Linked DNA regions of Mus musculus: regions 1, 2, 3 and 5 are each linked to region 4. A link is a contact called in public HiCAR-type, HiChIP or PLAC-seq and promoter capture Hi-C data. All regions are on one chromosome and are shown on one strand. Each heading gives the region's core, a stretch centred on a gene start, on an enhancer-like site or on the middle of the called end of the contact. The rest is flanking DNA. Distances are from core to core; before and after follow the strand shown.

Evidence for each region. Promoter capture Hi-C pulls out the DNA fragments that hold promoters and counts their contacts. HiCAR-type assays count read pairs that join an accessible place to other places. HiChIP or PLAC-seq counts read pairs in DNA pulled down with a chosen protein or histone mark.
Region 1: an H3K27ac HiChIP or PLAC-seq map of microglia shows a contact between it and region 4, with 4 times the contacts expected there. The contact joins the enhancer-like site here to the promoter of Ap4b1 in region 4. A contact is called at or near these places in 5 of 39 promoter capture datasets (the 3T3-L1 cell line, hippocampal neurons, liver and 1 more), 1 of 15 datasets of contacts at CTCF or cohesin (large pre-B cells), 1 of 484 Hi-C or Micro-C datasets (pro-B cells) and 4 of 115 datasets of contacts at active chromatin or transcription factors (large pre-B cells, microglia, pancreatic cancer cells and 1 more).
Region 2: a contact with region 4 is called in a FOXA1 HiChIP or PLAC-seq map of pancreatic cancer cells. The contact joins the enhancer-like site here to the promoter of Ap4b1 in region 4. A contact is called at or near these places in 2 of 39 promoter capture datasets (hippocampal neurons and liver) and 4 of 115 datasets of contacts at active chromatin or transcription factors (acute myeloid leukemia, forebrain, large pre-B cells and 1 more).
Region 3: a promoter capture Hi-C map of the HPC-7 cell line shows a contact between it and region 4. The contact joins the promoter of Slc16a1 here to the promoter of Ap4b1 in region 4. A contact is called at or near these places in 4 of 39 promoter capture datasets (the C10 cell line, the HPC-7 cell line, HPC-7-derived erythroid cells and 2 more) and 8 of 115 datasets of contacts at active chromatin or transcription factors (the 230-238 cell line, bone marrow-derived macrophages, effector CD8 T cells and 4 more).
Region 5: a HiCAR-type map of astrocytes shows a contact between it and region 4, with 2.8 times the contacts expected there. The contact joins the promoter of Bcas2 here to the promoter of Ap4b1 in region 4. A contact is called at or near these places in 1 of 39 promoter capture datasets (liver), 1 of 484 Hi-C or Micro-C datasets (the G1E-ER4 cell line), 4 of 115 datasets of contacts at active chromatin or transcription factors (astrocytes, bone marrow-derived macrophages, effector CD8 T cells and 1 more) and 1 of 9 other capture datasets (adipose tissue).

What each region holds. Positions count from the first base shown.
Region 1 is chr3:104,668,239-104,671,959 of GRCm38.p6, forward strand. No RefSeq gene overlaps it. Among named protein-coding and RNA genes, the nearest start is that of Gm34548, 11 kb to the right of the region's middle. Within about 2 kb of position 2,128, at least 157 of the 459 cell types and tissues checked have an H3K27ac peak or open chromatin away from gene starts, as enhancers often do. A contact at or near this core is called in liver, microglia, pancreatic cancer cells and 2 more, where this site is marked.
Region 2 is chr3:104,400,141-104,404,094 of GRCm38.p6, forward strand. No RefSeq gene overlaps it. Among named protein-coding and RNA genes, the nearest start is that of Gm38412, 7.0 kb to the right of the region's middle. Within about 2 kb of position 1,266, at least 6 of the 459 cell types and tissues checked have an H3K27ac peak or open chromatin away from gene starts, as enhancers often do. A contact at or near this core is called in pancreatic cancer cells, where this site is marked.
Region 3 is chr3:104,636,799-104,640,514 of GRCm38.p6, forward strand. Slc16a1 (solute carrier family 16 (monocarboxylic acid transporters), member 1) reads left to right here and starts at 1,866. Exons shown (of 5, transcript NM_009196.4): 1 at 1,866-2,030.
Region 4 is chr3:103,807,865-103,811,588 of GRCm38.p6, forward strand. It overlaps Ap4b1 (adaptor-related protein complex AP-4, beta 1), which reads left to right and starts at 1,653. Exons shown (of 10, transcript NM_026193.2): 1 at 1,653-2,193. The coding sequence starts at 2,081. It overlaps Dclre1b (DNA cross-link repair 1B), which reads right to left and starts at 1,523. Exons shown (of 4, transcript NM_133865.2): 1 at 1,036-1,523; 2 at 208-373. The coding sequence starts at 1,224. Gm15471 (predicted gene 15471) reads left to right here. Exons shown (of 5, transcript NR_040412.1): 5 at 350-576.
Region 5 is chr3:103,169,997-103,173,806 of GRCm38.p6, forward strand. Bcas2 (breast carcinoma amplified sequence 2) reads left to right here and starts at 1,659. Exons shown (of 7, transcript NM_026602.4): 1 at 1,659-1,869; 2 at 1,952-2,044; 3 at 3,279-3,349. The coding sequence starts at 1,777.

The DNA.
Region 1 (3,721 bases), core at 878-3,377, 860 kb after region 4:
ACAACAACGGTTCTCAACCTCCTAATGCTGCGACCCTTTGATACAGTTCCTCATGGTGTGGTGACCCCCCCCCCACCATAACATTATTTTCTTGATACTCTATAACTGTAATGTTGCTGGTGTTATGAATTGTAATGTAAATATCTGATGTGTGACCCCTCTGGGGGTCTGGACCCATGGGTTGAGAACCAATGCTTTAGTGGCAGGGCATTCAGTGCCATCTTTAGCTGCATAGCAAATTCAAGGTAAGTATCTGATAGTTAAGAGCCTTCGGCTAGCCTTTAAACCCAGCACTTGGGAGACAGAGGCAGGCGGATTTCTGAGTTCGAGCCAGCCTGGTCTATAGAGTGAGTTCCAGGACAGCCAGGGCTACACAGAGAAATCCTGTCAAAAAAAAAAAAAAAAGCCTTCAGTTAAAAAAAAATTATAAAACAAGACATAAATTAGAGGGCTAGAAAGAGATGGTTCAGTTGGTAAGGTACCTTGGGTTAGATCCATCTATGTAAAAACCAGGACTTGATGGTACATGCCTATAATCCCAGCACTAGGGAGGTAGAGACAGCAGAATTCCTAGAGCTTGCTGGTCAGCTAGTTTTGATGAATCAGTGAACTCCAAGGCTCAGATCCTGTGTCCAAAATAGTGTAGACAGATATTGAAGAAGACACTTGACACCCACCTCAACTTCCCACCTCAACATGCACATGTGGACTGTCATGAGGTCCGGTACACTTTCTTCACAGAGAAGGGGAGGCCTCCCATGGATGTCAACCAGCCTTGGCATATCAAGTTGCAGTAAGACTAGGCTCACCTTCTGTTGAGGATTGGTAGACTAGGCAGCCCAGTTAAGGCAAGAGTTCCAAAGGCAGGCAACAGAGTCAGAGACAGCCCCTGCTCCTGCTCTTAGGAGTCCAACAGGAGACCAAGGTGCACTGCTGTTACGTATGTGCAGAGGGCGTGGCTCAGCCCCATGCTCGCTCTCTGGTTGGTGGCTCGGTTAACAGGGCAGGCAGTGATCAGGATCCCGATGTTCTTTTTTTTTTTCTTCTTTTAACTTTTTTGAAATGGAGTCATATTATGCATCCCTAGATGTTCTGGAACTCACTGTGTAGACCAGAATGACTACAAACTGGCAGAGATCCACCTGCCTCTGACTCCTGAGTGCTGGGATTAAAGGAACATGCTACCCCCTGGTTTCCTTCCTTTTCCTTCCTTCCTTCCTTCCTTCCTTCCTTCCTTCCTTCCTTCCTTCCTTCCTTCCCTCCCCCTCCCTCCCTCTTTTCCTCCTTTCTTTCTTTCTTTTTCTTTCTTTCTTTCTTTCTTTCTTTCTTTCTTTCTTTCTTTGTAATTACATTTATTTATTTGGTTTATATCTCCCTCCCTCCTCCCCTTTCCTACTCCCCCTCTCTCACTAAACCCTGAGCTCACAGATTGGTCATTGAGCTCTAGAGATCCCCCTGTCTCTGTTTGGACCCAGCACCAGTGTTACAGCTGTAGCCCCCTTGCTGGCCTCTTACGTGGGTGGAGATCTGAACGCAGGTCCCCATGCTTGCAGGACAGGCATTTCACCCACCGAGCATCTCCCCAGCCCATGAATGCTCTTCAGATCTGGTTTCCTCCTGGAGCCTGAGTTTCTGCTTTGTTCTAGCCACATTGACCTCTAGTTTTCTGGCTGAGGGACACACTCTCCATTATTGGGTTCATCCCTCTGATATTTGCAGTTGTCTCCCTGAGTCTTTTTCAAAGTCTGAGCTGCACATTCAAGGCATCCATGGTACAGAGATTGGGTCACTGTAATTAGACAACAATGAGATGAACAACAAAGGGACATTTCTCCCATGAGCTTGACGTCAGGACCAGTCAGCCTGGCTCTCCCAGGCACCCCACACCTCCCATTCTGGGTCAGGCCAGCAGGGACTATCCCAGGCTGTGCTGAAGGGCTGCCCAGGAAGTACCAATTCCCTTGGGTACCTGTCTTCATGGGGTCAGTCCAGGCCTTTGCTCAGGAGCCCTCTGTGACCTTTCTAGCATCTGGCATTCAGTATCACATGGCTCACAATACAGTGAAAGGATAGACTAGGCCTTGGGGTCAGGAAAACCTGAGGTCAAGCCTGTCACTCACTGGCCTCATGGCTCTGGGCCTGTAAAACTAACACTCCTTGAGTGAGTCAGCAGGGTTCAGCTCCCTGCAGCCACTGCAGGAGTTCTGAAGAGAAAGTGGTTTGAGATAGGGGTGGGGCTGGAGGCAGAGGTAGAGGCAGGGCTGAGCCCCAGAGGGTCCTCTTCTCTGTCTGAACACAGGAGGGAAGCTGCTGAGTATCCAAAGCTACCAGGAGCCCTGCTGAGGTCCAGGCTCCACCCATCTGGCTGTGTGCCAGAAGACACAGTGTCATCACAGCTGCCAACTGTCCTCTGGCTCTGAGGTGGTAACTGGGTACCAGACCCTGCTGCAGGAAAGAGCTCACATCTGCATGGCCCTGCTGGCCAGAGCACAACCACAGCAACAGGACACCATGGTCTCATCCCACTTCCCCCTTCCAGATCCCATGTGAGGGTCTCAATATTGATCCTGTCTGCAGGGGCCTGCATGAGGCAATGGCAGGGGAAGTGCAGTCTTTAAAAAGCCTTTGCTAGGGAGAGACAGGAAAGAGGTGGGGGTGGGCTGGGCCTGGTGTGGACAGTGTTGTGCCTGGAGGGCACCCGGAACAGTTCCTGGCATTCAACCACAAGAGCTGAGTAAATGTGGACTCCTGTCCCTATTCCTGCTGTTAGTAATCCATGCCTGCAGCGTGTAAGTGCTGTGCTGAGCCCAGGAAGTTGAACAGCAAGTAAAATGAAGCCACACCTTATAGCAGCAGCATGTAGACTAAGGGCACGGGGGTGGGTGGGTGGGTGGGAGGCTGGGGTGGGGGTGGGGGGAAACGCCAGACCGAGCCCAAAGCAGATTGGTAAGTGTAAAAAGCTTGCAATTCCGAATGTTAAAGGTGACTCCCTGGCCTGTCTTAAATGGGCAGAAGGGACCTCTAATATGGCCTGTGTGAAAATACTCATTTCCACCTTCAGGGGCATATATGCATGCGTGCAGGTGCTGGAAGACTGAGGAGGTCTGGTGTTTGTCAGGAGCAAACAGGTCAATCTAAGGGTGGCCCAGCATGACAGGCAGAGAGAGTGGGGACAAGATGAAACCAGGGAAAGCAGGGGCATATCGGGTCATTCTGGAGAGTCTGGGCTTTAGCTGATGGGGACTAGGGGAGCCATGGGAGGCCTTTGATTTGGGGTGGGGGTGACATTCTTGTTCTGTTCTCAGCCATATCACTTTGATGTAGTTTGATGTAGTTTGTGCACCAGACTGGAAGAAGGCAGGACTGCATGCAAGATTTCATTTCAAATTGGGCCATCTGGTCTGGAAATAATGGCAGTCTAGAGGAGGATGGGGGTGGAGAGGAAGGCAGAGGGAACCTAAGGAGGTTTAGAGGAGGCTGAGCAGCAGGGGTGAGAGGTGGGGGCTGGGAGGAACCCAAGGCGCCTGCCAGTTTCTGCAGCAGGTGCCACCCGATAGGGTGGGGCCCCCATCTACTCCTGGCACTTGATCCTAGGGAGGTGCCCACTCGCATCTCCCCGTCTCGGACTGGGCTCGCAGAAAGCCTCTTCTCTCTCCTCCACTCTATGACCTGCATGCAATTCAATTCCACCAACCATGAGGAAGTGCCCATTCCGTGCCAG
Region 2 (3,954 bases), core at 16-2,515, 590 kb after region 4:
TCTGATGGCCTCTACCTCCTACTTGCAAGGCAAGCGCTCAGCACCATTGCTTTGAGTGTTCCTGCCCCTCTGTCAAGGAGAGTGGGGTTAAAACTGGACCTAATCTGGGGAGACGCTGCTGAGCTTGAGCTTCTGCAATGGGTTGGTGGCAGGAATGCCATCCACATTCCTGTGCTCTATCACTGTAACAAAACGCCCGAGGAAACCAACTTAAAACCGAGGAAAGGTTAGGAAGAGGGAGGTAGCTCAGTCAGTAAAACATTTGTCCTTCAGGCATGAGAACCTAAGTTCAGATCCCCAGCACCAAAAATCCAGGCATGCATCTGTAACCCAGCACTGGGGAGGCAGACCCAGGCAGACCCCTGGAGATTTTTGGCCAGCCAGTTTAGCTGAATTGGTGAACTCTTGGATCATTGAGAGACCTTGTTTTTTAAAAAATAAGGTGACCAGCACTTGAGAGGAAGAGGCAGGCAGATCTCAGTCTGAGTTGAGGCCCAGCCTGATTCACACAATAAAGTTCTAAGACAGCCAAGATTACATATATACATACATGCATACGTGCATGCATACATACATACATTCATACAAACATGCATACACACATACATACATTCATACAAACATGCATACATACATGCATACATACATACATACATACACACACACACATGTGGAGAGCAACTGAGGAAGATACCTGACATTGACCTCTGGCCTCCACATGCACACACACGGACACACACGGACACCACGGACACCACGGACACCACGGACACAGACACAGACACACAGTGAGTGGAACATTTTGACTTGATGTTTCAGGTTGGTTCTGTTACAGAAGATGGGGGTTGAGATTTCTGAAGCAAGGCAGAATATTGTGGCAGGAGCCAGTTGTAAAGGAGATGCCTATATCATGGCGGCCAGGAATATAAGGAGAGGAAGGGGCTGAGGGTCTAATGTCCCATTTAAAGAAGTATCCTGGAGATCCAACTTCATTCTGGTAGGTCCCCCCTTCAGCAGCACCACAGATTGGGAACCAAGCCTTCAACCCGTCATCCTTTGGGAGATACTGTCAAAGGCTGATTTCTTGTTTTTCCTGTTCATACTTCCAAATCCAATGAAGAAGAAGTGAGCAGCTTTGTGGTTACCAGGTCCACCTCTGCTGTCTACTCCAGGAGTACAAGCCCCATCCCCCCCTCCCTAGACTGCTGGCTGCCTGCCTGCCTTGGCCCTCATTGCAGGGGCACCGTTCACTGTGAGTCACCACACACTGGAAGGAATGCCACCAGAGAAATGGGTTCACCTGAGGTTTGTTTTCAAAACAGTCATATCTTTTCCTCTGAACATGTATTGAAAAGTTGATAGCATACTAAGGAGTCAGACTGGTAAAAATCCATTGGCTCAGCTTCTTTTTTCTCTTCTGTGTGTGTGGGTTTTTTTTGGGGGGGGAGGGGGTTGGAGGGCTGAAACTGGGCAGGATGGAAGTATGAGACAGTGCACAAGATTTAAATTTTTTTTTATTTATTCCTATCTTTTTTTTTTTGTAAGTGTATGTATGGGTGGGTATGTTCATTGCACACAAGTGCCCAAAGAATCCAGAAAGGGGTTTTGGAACTTCTGAAGCTGGAGTCACAGGCTGTAGTGAACCACCCCACATGGGTACTGGGAAACAAACTTGGGTCCTCTGGAAGAGCAGCAACCTCTGAGCCATCTCTGTAGCCCCTTAAAATATCTTTTTATTTAGATACCAGAATATACCAAGAAAGGTGAAATTATGCTCATGATCTTACTCTCCTATATCCTTAAAAAATACTCCTTTCTGGTCTTATCTAGATGTTCATATAATTTTTACAGCTATATTCATGGCAACAAAAAATGAGATTTGATATTTCTGTTTAACATTATACGAGAGCATTTCTCCAAGTCACCACATAATCTTCGTGATTATATATATTTTTAATGGCAGCGTAATGCAGCCCAGAGCAATGGAAGCAGAAAAGCACAGCCATTCCCCTTCCCAAACCCATTTAGGATCTGTCCAATTTTTCACTTCAAATGATAGCCAGTCTCTCCCGCCCCCTCCCCTCCCCCTCCCCCTCCCCCTCCCACCCCCGCAGAACTGAAGAACAGCAGCAGACTCCTGATGAAACTGGGAGGTTTGGGCGTTGAACAGCCGTTCCATGTACAGGTGGTTTGCCCGGGACTCACCCTCGATAGTGAAAACAAATGGGTGGAACAGCCTCAGAGAAAGGCTGGGTAAGATGGATGCCCTGGAAACACACAGTGACACCAGCCATTTCCCAAGTCATCCATTTCCTAAGTCCCTCTGAAACCCCTGCCAGCCACTCAGCTGGTGACAAGGTAAGGGGGCACTTAAAGGGAATGGCACAGGGTCTCAATCTAGCTCCTGCAAGAAGAAAGTATCCAGGGGTAGGGGAACTCTGCCTCCTCTAGATCTTATCACTCTCTTGAGCCTGGAACCTCCAAAGTGTGAAAACTGAGGGCCTCCTGCTCCCTCCAGGGGCCAGGCAGATGTGGTGTGCATCTCCCTGGATCCAGCGCTGACTGATCCAGTGCTGGCTCTTGTCATTCTCCTGTAAACTCTGCCTCGCAGACAGGCAGTTCTAGCCCCAGGCCGGTAGCCTAGCACCACCCCTCATGTTGACTGTGCCAACTGGGACTCCTGGACCAGGAGCCTCTCTCCTGGCTCATTTGGTGTTGAGAACTGCAGGCAGCTTTGGGAGGTGACAAGAAGCAGAAGGAAGAGGATGTCACCATTGCTTTTAAGGTCATATCTATTTGGAGAGAATTCAAAATGCAAGCATACTAATGCAGTCACCATGGCCAAATTAATTTACTGCCTCCTGCTCACAGCTGCCCTGCCCCTTAGAATGAGTTGAATTTTGAGATCTGGTGGTGGGGCAGAGCCCAGTGCAAAGTCTGCCATCATCTATGGTCAATGTCAAGGTCATTCTAAGCTAGGCTTGCTTTTATTAGTCACAGAAGCAGCCAACAGTATTTATTGTTCAATATTATGTGAAACAGTACCCATGTTTTATCTACACAATATCCCGAATAATCCTCACAGCAACTCTGAAAGAAAGGGCTGTTCCTAGCTAGCCCTGTTCAATGGGTGGGAAAGCACAAGGGCAGGAAAGTGGAGTAGCTCACCCAAGCCATCCTGCAAGCAGACTGCTAGCTAAGATGCAGGGTCAGGTTTGGTCTGATGGCACTGACTCTAGTTGATCCTCCAGAGGCTGAGGCAGAGGATCATAAGTTCAAGACCTGCCTAGACGATTGAGTGAGTTTTAGGGCAACCTGGGTAACCTAGTGGGAGGCTACCTCAAAACTAAAAAGAGGGGCTGACAAGATGGCTTGACTGGTAAAAGGGCTCAACACTAAGCCTGATGATATGAGTTCAGGCCCTGAGCCCCACATGGTACAAGGATAGAGCCAACTCCCCCAAACTTCTCGTCTCCACATGAGCACATCTCCATAGCACAGGAATGTGCGTTCTCACATTCAGACTCAGACTAAGCAGGCTCACTGGTATGCATAAGCTCCCTCTCAGGTGAACACCTTCTGCCACCCTTACCACAACCATGGTAAAATAATGACTGAGCCCTTAGGGAATGCCAGACACTTTACTAAGAGGTTTGCTCTAGCTCCTGAATGAGGAAACTGGGAGTTAAAGAGATTATGTAAGACCTGTGGCTACTGAGCCGGCAGTCATTTCCTCTCCAGTCTGGTTCCTCCTTCTTTCAGAGTAATAAGACCCCACTTTTAGCTGCACATCTAGAACGAAGGCTGCACTCCTAAACTCTAGGGGGTGGGATACATTTGTATGACTGATGTCATGGATGCAGTGGATATCGCCAAAAATAGCTTTCTGCCACAGCCAGACCTCTTTTCTCCTCCCAGATGATGGGACATGACCATGACGTAGTTACATGCAGC
Region 3 (3,716 bases), core at 616-3,115, 830 kb after region 4:
CTTTTCCCTTCTATGTATTTATCAGATGTAAAAGACAAAATATTGCTCATAAGCAGCACTTGGTGGATTTCAAACTGGATCCTACTAAGAGTTCCTAGTATGAACTCTTCATACTGAAAGGAGGCAGAGGGGAGCTGAAGGCACACAGGGCCTCTTTGGTTTTTTGTTTTGTTTTTCGAGACAGGGTTTCTCTGTATAGCCCTGGCTGTCCTGGAACTCACTTTGCAGACCAGGCTGGCCTCGAACTCAGAAATCTGCCTGCCTCTGCCTCCTGAGTGCTGGGGCACACAGGGCCTCTTTTCAATCTCTGGTTCTTCATCCACAAAACTAAGTAGAGGGCCTATTTCGGAGGATTAGGAAAACCAGTGTAGGTAGGGAGAGGTCGAAGAGCAAATGGCGGGGAGGGCAGGATCTTGGTATGCAGTAAGAGCCTTGGAAGCCAGAAGGCCTGACTTTAAAAAATATTCTCACTGGGTGTGATGGAGCACATGCCTTTAATAGCAGCACTGAAGCAAAACCAGGCGGATCTCTTGAGTTTGAGGCCAGTCTAATCAACGTTACAAGTTTCAGGCCAGCCAAGAGAATACATAATAAGGCCATGTCTCAAAACACAAAATTAAACAAATAATCTTAGCGGTAGGGAGACAGAGGCGGGTTGATTTTTTTTTTTTTTTCATGTTTGCTCTCTTAGTTCGAAGCCAGCCTGATCTACATGATGAGTTCCAGGCCAGGTGGAGCTATACACACACACGAGGCTATCTCAAAAAAAAAAAAAAAAAAAAAAAAAAAAAACAAGAAATCAAAAACAACCAACCAAATACCCATCTCGTAATAATAAAAATATCAAGGGTCCTGGCCATCAAGAGTACTCACTAGTTTACCACTTCAAGACACTTTGGAATCTGGGCTTGGTGAAGAACCGAAAATGGCTCTTGTGACACCAGGCTCTGTGGCTTTGACTTTAAATGTTGGCGACTTCCTAGCCTGGTGACTTCTGCCAGTTAACCTCGTGAAGCCCGGGGTTCCTTAGTTACAAGATCTTCTTGGCACCTAATACGGTTGTGAAGATCATACAAGATAATTCTGGTACAGTGCTTACTTAGCATGCAACTGTCCTAATCCCACTAGCCATAATCCCGACCCGTCCCCCAAATCCAGTGTTCATAAACTTCTGGCCTAAGAGCATGCTCATATCAGCGTTTCCAACGTACACACTCTCTGCCCCGGGGCCAGTTTCTCCTGACCGGCTTGTCCTTAAACTAAGCGTTCATCAAATGCCACAGGTCAGGCTCTGTGACGAGATACTTGCGTAAAATCGCACATTAAACTTCCTAACGCCTCCATAGTGGCTGATGTAGCGCAAGGAAACAGGCCCGGAGGGTTCCAGCAACTTCCCAGGGTCCCCGAGCCCGGGTTCCAGGCCCACATCGGAGTCTACCAGTGTCCGTCCATTCAAAATGCTGTTCAGTCCCCGGACTCCGACGGTCCATCGCCTTCGCCCTCTGCACCTCAGGGTCCGCCCTCAGGGCAGTTTTTTTTTCCCCTTTTCTCCTCCAGAGCCTGAGGGGTGAGGCCCACGATGGCGTCCCCGGCACGCGCCAAAAGAAGCTACCCCCTCAGAGCGCTGATAAGGATGTGCGGGGTCTCCGGGCCGCGGCGCCGGGTCACGTGGCGGGAAGGGGGGCGCCGGCGCGCGCGCCCGAGCGAGCGAGCGGGCACGCGCAGCCCGCAGCGTGTGGAGGCGCGAGATGCCGAGCTGGGAGTATGTATGGCAGGGAGGGGGCGGCGGCCGGGAAGGCCGACTCCACCCCCTGTGCGCATGCTCCGGCCCCCGCGGGTTATAAGGCAGCCGCGCCTGCCCCGCCAGACAAAGTGGCGAGCTGCGACGTGACTGGTCGGTCGTGTAGGTGCAGCAGCCAAGGAGCCCGGCGGCGGGCAGGGGACACGAGCGGGACCCCCCCGGCTCCGAGGAACTGCGGCCCGCGCCGCCGCGTCACGCATACTCCGGGCGCCGCGAGACACACATAACGGTTAGTCCGGGCTGAGCGGGCAGCGCGCGGCACGGAATCCGCGGTGCCCTTGGTGCCCCGGTGGGGTCGCGGAGCCCCGCGGGCACGCGGGGACTTTCCTCCCTGGGGCAAGGGTCGGGGCGAGCGACGCGGCATCCTGGGCGCGCGGAGCCGCGTGGCCCGGAACGTGGCGTGGGTGAAGGGGACCTTGAGGCGCTGGGCACAGCGTCTCTCCCGGCCGAGCTGCGGGCCCGTGGTCAGGTGGCGGCCGCCGGGCTGCGGGAGTCGGGTCATGGTGCCCGGTGACCTTGGGGGAGACGCTTCCAGCGCTGCCTACTCTAGGCGCCTGGAGAGATGCTTAGGTCGGGAAGAGGGACGACCTGAGGCCGCTTCACGTGGTGCACTCCTGCCGCCTTCTGCTGGGGCGGGAGTTACTTAGGACTCGTGGCATACCCGCCCAGCCTCCCCGGTCTGCCAATCGGTGTCCCACCAGGTGACTTGCTAGAGTGGTGTGAGGAATGTGAGGAGCTGCATTGCGGACCGCCGGTACAAGACTACGGGGTTCGAGTGAACTTTGAGGAAGGGGCTCTTTATGGTCCAACCTGTGGCTTCGGCGCGTCTGCCGCGGGCACGGGGTCCCAAGGCATCCCTGTGGAGCAGATTTAAACGTCCTTATATTTGGTCAGAGCACACTTTCTGGGCCAAGTACATCCCTTTGCCGAGTACATTTTAGCTTTTCTTTATGATGGCGTTTTTGGTGCAACCAGCAGTTACGAAAACTAGCGTCTGATCACTCAACCAGGAAACGCACGTGTTACTACTTCAGTCTTTTCCCGTTTTCCAGTGGCTCATTATAAACTGGCGGGCTACTGCTAGTAGTTACACAGTGACAAACTACTTTTGTTTTTTTTTACCCATAACTAATTTTGAAATCTTAAGGCGTCATTCCGCTTAGGCTCGGGGTGTGTTGCTCAGTGGCATGAGTACCTACCTGCCTGGCCTACCATGCCTGAGGCTCCAAAGTTTGATCGTCGGCATTGAAAAAAAATTACTTTGGTTTTAAATGAGTATATGCTGATGTGTGAGATTAGTAATTGTACGAGAGTTTGGGAAAGGGTGGATGGGAATTAAATCAAGCAGGGTGGGTTTTTGTTCTCGTGTTTTGCTTGTTTTTCTCAGCTGAATAAGAGACTCTTGAATTTATTTATTCATCATTCATTTATTTTAATTAAGTGGTAAATGGTGCTTCTAAGTCCAAGTCTTCGGGGATGTGTATGTGTGTGTGTGTGTGTGTGTGTGTGAGAGAGAGAGAGAGAGAGAGAGAGAGAGAGAGAGAGAGGAAAAAAGGAGAAGGAAGTGGTCAGTCCATCGCCTTAACCTTTCGGAAATTAAATCCAAGGTGTACAGGCAGGAGGTATAGGCTTTACATAGTGAGACCCTTCTCAAAAAAAAAAAAAAAAAAGTAAAAATGACTAAATTTTACAACTTTGCTTTCCAAGTATCATAAGAAATGACCAATAATTCAAGACTTTAGATGGGGGGGGGGGGTCGACACAGAGCTTCTCTGTGTATCCCTGGCTGTCCTGGAACTCTGTTGACCAGGTTGGCCTTGAGCGCAGAAGAGATCTGCTTCTGCTTCCCCAGTGCTGGAATTAAAAGCGTCTGCTACCATGCCCAGTCCTAGAATAAATGTTTAATTAAGTGTAT
Region 4 (3,724 bases), core at 403-2,902:
AGCCTCTGCCTTCCAAGTGCTGGGATCAAAGGCGAGCACCAACATGCCTTTCTTGTTTTCTTGCTCTTGTGATTTTATTTAACAAAGTAAAGGATGGATGGTCAAGTAGGAAATCAGTTGGAAAGGGTCCCTGTGCCTGTATGGGATAAAGCTATCTTTCTGGGTAAAGGTAGCTATAAAGTGTGAGGAATGCCTTGGGAGGCTCACCTGTGTATAGAATTGTTCCAAAGTATCCTTCAAAGAGAAACATGACAGAACCAGGGCAGTGATTGGCATCTATGAGCGTTACAGTCATGGTTTCTTGCCCAATTTCATCTAGAGGTAATACATGACTCTCGCCAACCTCCAGGGCCCGGATCCAGTGCTTAGACACCTGAGGAAAACAGTTGGTCACCCGAGTAACCATAGACTTCTCTTTCATCAAGGAAAGCTGACCGAGTTCTGAACCACTCTCATGTAAGCTGTTATAAGGATTCCCAAGAAATCTCTCCTTCCTCTTCTGTCTCCCACCCTTTGTACAGATTTAAACTCAGAATCTGAAAACAGTCTAAATAAAGATTCTCACACTTTCTCCTATCATGATAATCCCAGCCATGGGTGGGAAACAACTGTCAAAAAAAGTTCCAGTCTCACACCAGCCACTTCTACTGACACAGACAAGATGAGGAGATGTTAGACAATATGTGTTTTTATCTAGCACATTAGATGAATTATTGGGGGCGGGCAATGAGTGTTGGGGATCTAACTTAGGGTTCTTGCACACACTAAACAAGTGTTCTATCACTGAACAGTCTGGTAGATTCTTAAATGCAAATTAGGAAAGCACTGGTTTTTGAAAAGATAGGAATCATTTCCTTGACTAAAAACCTCCAGGTAGTTAACTAGAAGCCAGTCTCATTCCGGGATCAATTCCCACATTTGTAAAAATTCAGTCCTTATGTCTCCCACTCGGTAATCCCCCAAACTGTGACAGATCAGAAGTCCCCACCCAGATTCCTGGACTAGGTCTCAGCGATCAAATCCCAGCCCCAATACCTGCAGGCGACGATGCAAGAGGCAAGCAGTGATGGGAGAGCAGTAGAGGGGCCGGGCCCAAGTGCTAGACAAACCCACCGTGTGGTCACAGTGCATGTGGGTTAAGAAGAAGAGCCGCGCCGAACCGGCACGGCGCAGGCTCCAAAAGTCCACAGCAATGGGCGTTTGGGGGATTACGACCCCGTTCATGGTGGCAGAGTTGAGGTGTCACCCAGTGGGGTCTTCGCGGGAACCGCACTCCTGAGTGAGGTTTCCACGACAGCGTCCCAATGACAAGTGGACTCTGGAACAAGTCCAGAAGCCCTAAAGGAAAACCATCCCAGAAACGGAATTAGTAGACAGAGTGAGAAAAAAGAAGGTGGCCGCGCTCGGGACGATCAGGATGAAAGCGCCCAACGCGGAAGAAGTCGGGAGAGCATCACTCACAACCGCGCGCTGGAGCTCGGGCCCAGTCCCCACATTGTCAAAGCTCGCGCGGCGGCGGGGAGACAGACCCTAGTAGTTGATTTCCGATCGCCGGCCGCGGCGCTCACACAGTGAGCTGCGCGCCTGCGCCGAGGGGGAGAATGGGTGGGGGAAGGGCGTCCGGAGGTCGGTGCCCCCCCCCCCCCCCCCCCGGACCTGCGCTCGGCGCTCGGCGCGACCCGGAAAGCTGCTCCTTGTGTCTCAGGGCGACGGGGCGGGATTTCCGCAGGAAGCTGTCTGGGGTGTCCTCGGCCACTGGGACTAGATTCCCAGGGAGGAGGCTGTGCTAGGTCTTTGGCCTTTTGCTAGTGTAGAATTCGTAACTGGGCCTAGAGAGAGTTGAGATCTGCTGGGCAGAGCCAACGGCCTGTGGGTCTCCGGGCGGCTCCTGAAGGGTCGGGGCTCGCCCGAGGACCCAAGAATGTGTTCCGCCCTGGGGGGCAGGCACAGCAAAGTGACATCTCGCCGTTAGTGTTTTCACTGACTACATCTCCTTTATTCAGGCTCCCACATCGAAATTAGGAGGAGCCCACGAGTTCCCTACGGGTCTGTGGAAACTGTCCCGTGAGTGTTGGCGACGATGCCATACCTTGGCTCTGAGGACGTGGTGAAGGAACTGAAGAAGGCTCTGTGTAACCCTCATATTCAGGCTGATAGGCTGCGCTACCGGAATGTCATCCAGCGAGTTATTAGGTATCACCAACCTACCATAGAATTCTAACTCCCCCCCCCCCCCCCCGGCCCCACTTTTAATCCTCTTCAGAGCTCTGCGATCACTCTGAAAAAGTTAAAGAAGGGCAGTTTTATCTTTTGGCCTTGAGGCTGCATTTCTGGGTTGTCATCTCAGTCTTCCGTGTGGAACACCATGCCCAGTTGAGAGGTCTCCTTCATACCACAGGCTTTAGCAATTGCGGCTGACTCCTGGTTCAATGACTTAACGTAGAACAGTTCTCCCTTTTTTCTAGATTCAGACCTGTATATCTTTCTGCTTGCTTTACATTTCGACTTGGATAGTTCATCAAAGATATGACCAAAATAATACTATCATTCTTCTCCTCTTTAAACCTACTATTCTGCTTGTATTTGTGTTATGAATGTCACCAGGCACCCTACCAAGCTTGCTAGTCAACCTTGAAAACATTGTCTACTGTCAGGTGGTATGAAAAATTCAAAATATCAATTCTTGTTCTTAAAGTTGTACTGTTGTTGGCTCAGGCTGTAATTACCAAAGCCTGTTGTGGTAGTTTATTAATAAGTAGCCTTGTCTCCTCACTTTGGTTAGGATTTTTTCTATTATATATGTTTGAACGTGTAACTAATCTATAGTTGTAGCTCAAAACTGTAGGTAGGACACAAAAGTCCCATGGGGTCCTTTTTTAAAAAATCGTGATCTAGGGATCAATTCTGATTTCATTAGGATGGGATAGAATCCAGGAACTGTATTGTAAATAAACAGTCTCAGTTGATTGTAGTAGTTTGGTTCCACAACATTGGAAACAGTAATCAGTGGAATGAAATCTAAACTTTTTGTTTGTGTTGTTTTGTTTTTGTTTTTTGAGACAGGGTTTCTCTGTGTAGTCCTGGTTGTCCTGGAACTCACTCTGTAGACCAGGCTGGCCTTGAACTCAGAAATCCGCCTGCATCTGCCTCCCAAGTGCTGGGATTAAAGGTGTGTGCCACCACCGCCTGGCTGAAATCTAAATTTTTTATCATGCCACCCAAGGAACAAAAAGAATGTTTAGTTCTTGCTCGTGCCTCCTAGCATGAATCATTATCTGTGTCACGTTTTCCCAGTGAGCTGGTCACAGAGCTAAAGCGTTCTGTGACGAAGCATTTTCTGACTTCCATAGTGGCATGTGGATGTGGATCTTCTTGGTCTGTATTTTGTGTATTACTTCAAGTAGTTACACTGGATTTTTTTCAAATCAGTGATGTTCTTAGCTGACTTCTTAGTTGATCTTGAGTTCCTAAACATCTGAAGCCACTATGGAAGTCAGAAAATGCTTCTTCACAGAATGCTTTAGCTCTGTGACCAGCTCATTTGGAAAACGTGACACAGATAATGATTCATTTTATTTTGTTTTGAGACAGCCCTAGCTATCCTGGGAACTTACTATGTAGGCCAGGCTGGCTTTGAACTTTGAACATGGCTTTCACCTGCCTATGTTTCCTAAGTGCTTGGGTTAAGGGTGTGGGTCACCAAGCCCTGCTTTTTTAAATGTTT
Region 5 (3,810 bases), core at 409-2,908, 640 kb before region 4:
AGTGTTCAAATCCCTAAGCCTATGTATGAGAGGCAGTTATCAAATCACAACACACACACTTTACATAAACCCATAAACAGCACATTTACACAATGTAAATTCGTAAATACTCAAATCCAGCTTAGACTAACCAGGATTATAACCGAGATCAACTTTTCCAAAGCTCTTGGTTGAACGTACACTGGATAGCTTATATAGTCTCACAATCTTTTTTTCATTACCTCTTAGTCTGGAAGATATTTTACAAAGAATGTATGCTAACTACAGCCTGAGGGGTTGAGAGGCAACGTGGAGTAATATTTTATTACCACAAATCCTAAAGGCAAAAATGATTGGGTTTTGTATAGGCCCTAAAGACAAAAAATAGCAAGATTTTCTCATTATTTTATCTGATCACAGCCTTCCCTCCCACCTATCCTCCTACTCCCTCTCTTCTCTCCTTTCCCCATCTTCTCCCTTTCTCCTCAGAGAAGGGGAGGCCTCCCGTGGATATCAGCCTTGGCATAGCAAGTTGCAGTAAGACTAGGCCTATCTTCTGTTGAGGCTAGACAAGGCTGCCCAGTTAGGGGAAGGGGGTCCAAAGGCAGAGTCAGAGACAGCCCCTGCTCCAGCTGTTAGGGGTCCCACAGAAGCTGCATATCTGTTACATGTGTGTAAGGATCCAGGACTGTCCATTGCAGCCTCTTTGGTTGGTGGATCAGTCTCTGTGAACCCCTGCGGGACCAGGTTAGTTGATTCTGTATGGCTTTTTTTGTGGTGTCCTTGACCCTTCTGGTTCCTTCATTCCTTCCTCCCCTTCTTCCACAAGATTCCCAGAGCTCTGCCTAATGTTTGGCTGTGGATCTTTCCATCTGTTTCCAGCAGCTGTTGGGCGAAGCCTCTCCTGTCTGGAAGTGTAGCAAAACATTAATAGTGTCAGGGGTGGGCTTGCTCTCATGGGATGAGTCTCAAGTTGGGCCTTGATCATCCCCTCAGTTTCTAGTCCATCTTTATCCCCACACATCTTGTAAGCAGGACAAATTTTGGTTTTGTGGGTAGATTGGTGTCCCCATCAATCCATTGGAAGTCTTGCCTGGTTCCAGGAGGTGGCCATTTCAGGTCCTATATCCCCTGTTGCTTCAAGTCTTATGGTCACCCTAGCATATTCCTGTGAGTTTCCCTTTTTCTGGGCTTCTAGCTCTCCCCTGAGTTGCCTCCACTCCAAGGCAGAGCTTCTAAAATGAGGCATTTTATAGTTATAATTACAGTCATGGAAGGGATGAGGTGTTTGCAGTGCTGCGGACTGACCTGGTTTTGCCATTGAGCCGCACCCCTCAGGTTGTTGGATCTAAAAATTTAATTGGAAAATAGGCGCACATTTCTAGTTTCTATAAAAGAACATTCTTAAGGGACCGGCTGCGAAATGAGGATAAAGCAAGGGAGCGCTAGAAGCCCAGCACTATGTGAGTCTAAACAATGGAAGGTTAAAGGATGTGGAAAATATATTTCTCCCCTCCAGCCAAGTCCAGCAACCACCTCTTCCGAAGTCTGCCCTACCCACTCCTTCAAAAAAAAAAAAAAAAAAAACGGCACCCATACAAAGAAAGGCACCCCGGCACGCCAGCACGTGATGCTTAGGCTTAGAGCCTAGTGGCTATAATTACCAACTGCGCGTGCGCCCGAATCGAAGCCCCAAAGGCAGCGGCGTGTGTGACGTCATTCCAGGCGCAGGCGCAGTGGAATTAGAACCGAGGCTGCGCAGACTCAGAAGGCGCTCTTGAAGCCTAGTGCCGCGCGATGGCGGGCACGGGCTTGGTAGCCGGAGAGGTGGTGGTAGATGCGCTACCATATTTTGACCAAGGCTATGAGGCACCCGGCGTGCGGGAAGCGGTGAGTGCGGGTCATGTGCGGCGGGTCCGCCGAAGGCACGCCGCCCTTTCCCGCCGCGACCCTGGCCTGTTCTCGTTCTTAGGCGGCGGCCCTGGTGGAGGAGGAGACGCGCAGATACCGACCTACCAAGAACTACCTGAGCTACCTGACGGCCCCGGATTATTCTGCCTTTGAAGTAAGTGTGCCTTTGAAGTAAGCCAGGAGGCTTGCGGACTTTGATACGGGAGTGAGGGCTTTAGCTGTGTAAAGTGAACTCCACCTTCCAAGTTAGCTGGTGCCTGCAGCTCGTACTGAGTGCCATGTAGGTGTGAGTCGGTTTGAAACCGCCAGATGCGCATGTCACGGGCTTCGTACTACAAGAACCTGCGAAATGCTCCATTAGTTTCTGCAGATTTGTTTAATAGTGTGCACCTCCGTGTGTGTGTGTGTGTGTGTGTAGAAGAGTCATGGTACATTTCACAAAAGGGCCCTTTATTCTCTAAGGTCCACTCAAGAACAGGTATCACTCACGAGATTTTAATATTTATAATCTTAAGTACCTGTACTCTTTGCCACCCCTGGAGGGAGATTCTTTTGTACCAAGTCTCAGATAGTTAACAGGTGTATGAATGCCTGAACAAGCATGTCTAACTGCATGCTGTTTTTAAGTGGTTATTCTACAAGTGCAACCAAAAAACACCACTTAGATGTTGTTAGAAGCACTTTCAGGCTGAAAGGAGACTGCTCCATGCGCAGGGATGTGTGATACTTCGGATCTAGATGCCAGGTTTTTAAACTGGGTTGTGACTCCTCAGTGGGGGTTTCATAACTGATGTGGGAGCTGCAAGAAATTTGGCAAGAGTAAAAAGTACTAACCCAGAAATTAATTGAAAACTCAAGTCCCAGATCTAAGCTCTGGTCCATGTTACATCATGTGACTTCACCATTTACACTGTACCCAAACAGTTTACACTGTGTCAGTTCGTCATGCAGCAGCGGAGACTTCCTGAAATGATTCAAGACTGTTGTGTGTTGTGAATTACAACGTGACGTGGGGCTGGGATTAAAGCTGTTTTCAGAGTTCCACAGCTGGCTGACTACAGGGCATTGAAAACTGCTGGTTTAGGGTTAATCCTTGAGAGGTGGACTCTTCTATGTCCACCTCCTTTCATGCCTGGGCAGAATATGGAATTAAAGAATATGCCTATTTCTTCAGATTCTAGATAGAATTAACCTCAACTGGGGGATGTGTCAGTGGCCCTGGGTTCAAATATTAGCATCCTTTTTTTTTTTTTTTTTTTTTTGAGTAGTGATTGAGAAGGGAAAAGATTCGCTATAATGTGTAGTACAAAGTATAAAATCTCAGTAAACTGCATTCATTATTTTCAGCATGATTCTGTTACTAATTCTTTGTGGTGTTTGTGCATCAGACAGACATAATGAGAAATGAATTTGAAAGACTCGCTGCTCGACAACCGATTGAATTACTCAGCATGAAACGGTAAGATGAGGTTGAGCTATGGTAACAGCTGCTTTGCCAGTGGTTGGAAGAGTGTTTGTGTTTGCTGCTGTGGGTAGGAAGTGAGAATAAAAAGAGAGTACCAGCCGGTCGTAGTGGCGCACGAGGCAGAGGCAGGCAGATTTCTGAGTTCGAGGCCAGCAAAGGTCTACAAAGTGAGTTCCAGGACAGCCAGGGCTACACAGAGAAACCCTGTCTTGGAAAAAAAAAACAAAAAAAAACAAAAAAAAAGATTTATTTATTGTTATACATAAGTACACTGTAGCTGTCTTCAGACACACCAGAAGAAGGTGTCAGATCTCTTTATGGATGGTTGTAAGCCACCATGTGGCTACTGGGAATTGAACTCAGGACCTCTGGAAAAGCAGTCACTGCTCTTAACTGCTAAGCCATCTCTCCAGCACTGCTTATCAGCTTTTTAAAAAGTTGCCTAAAGGGCTGCT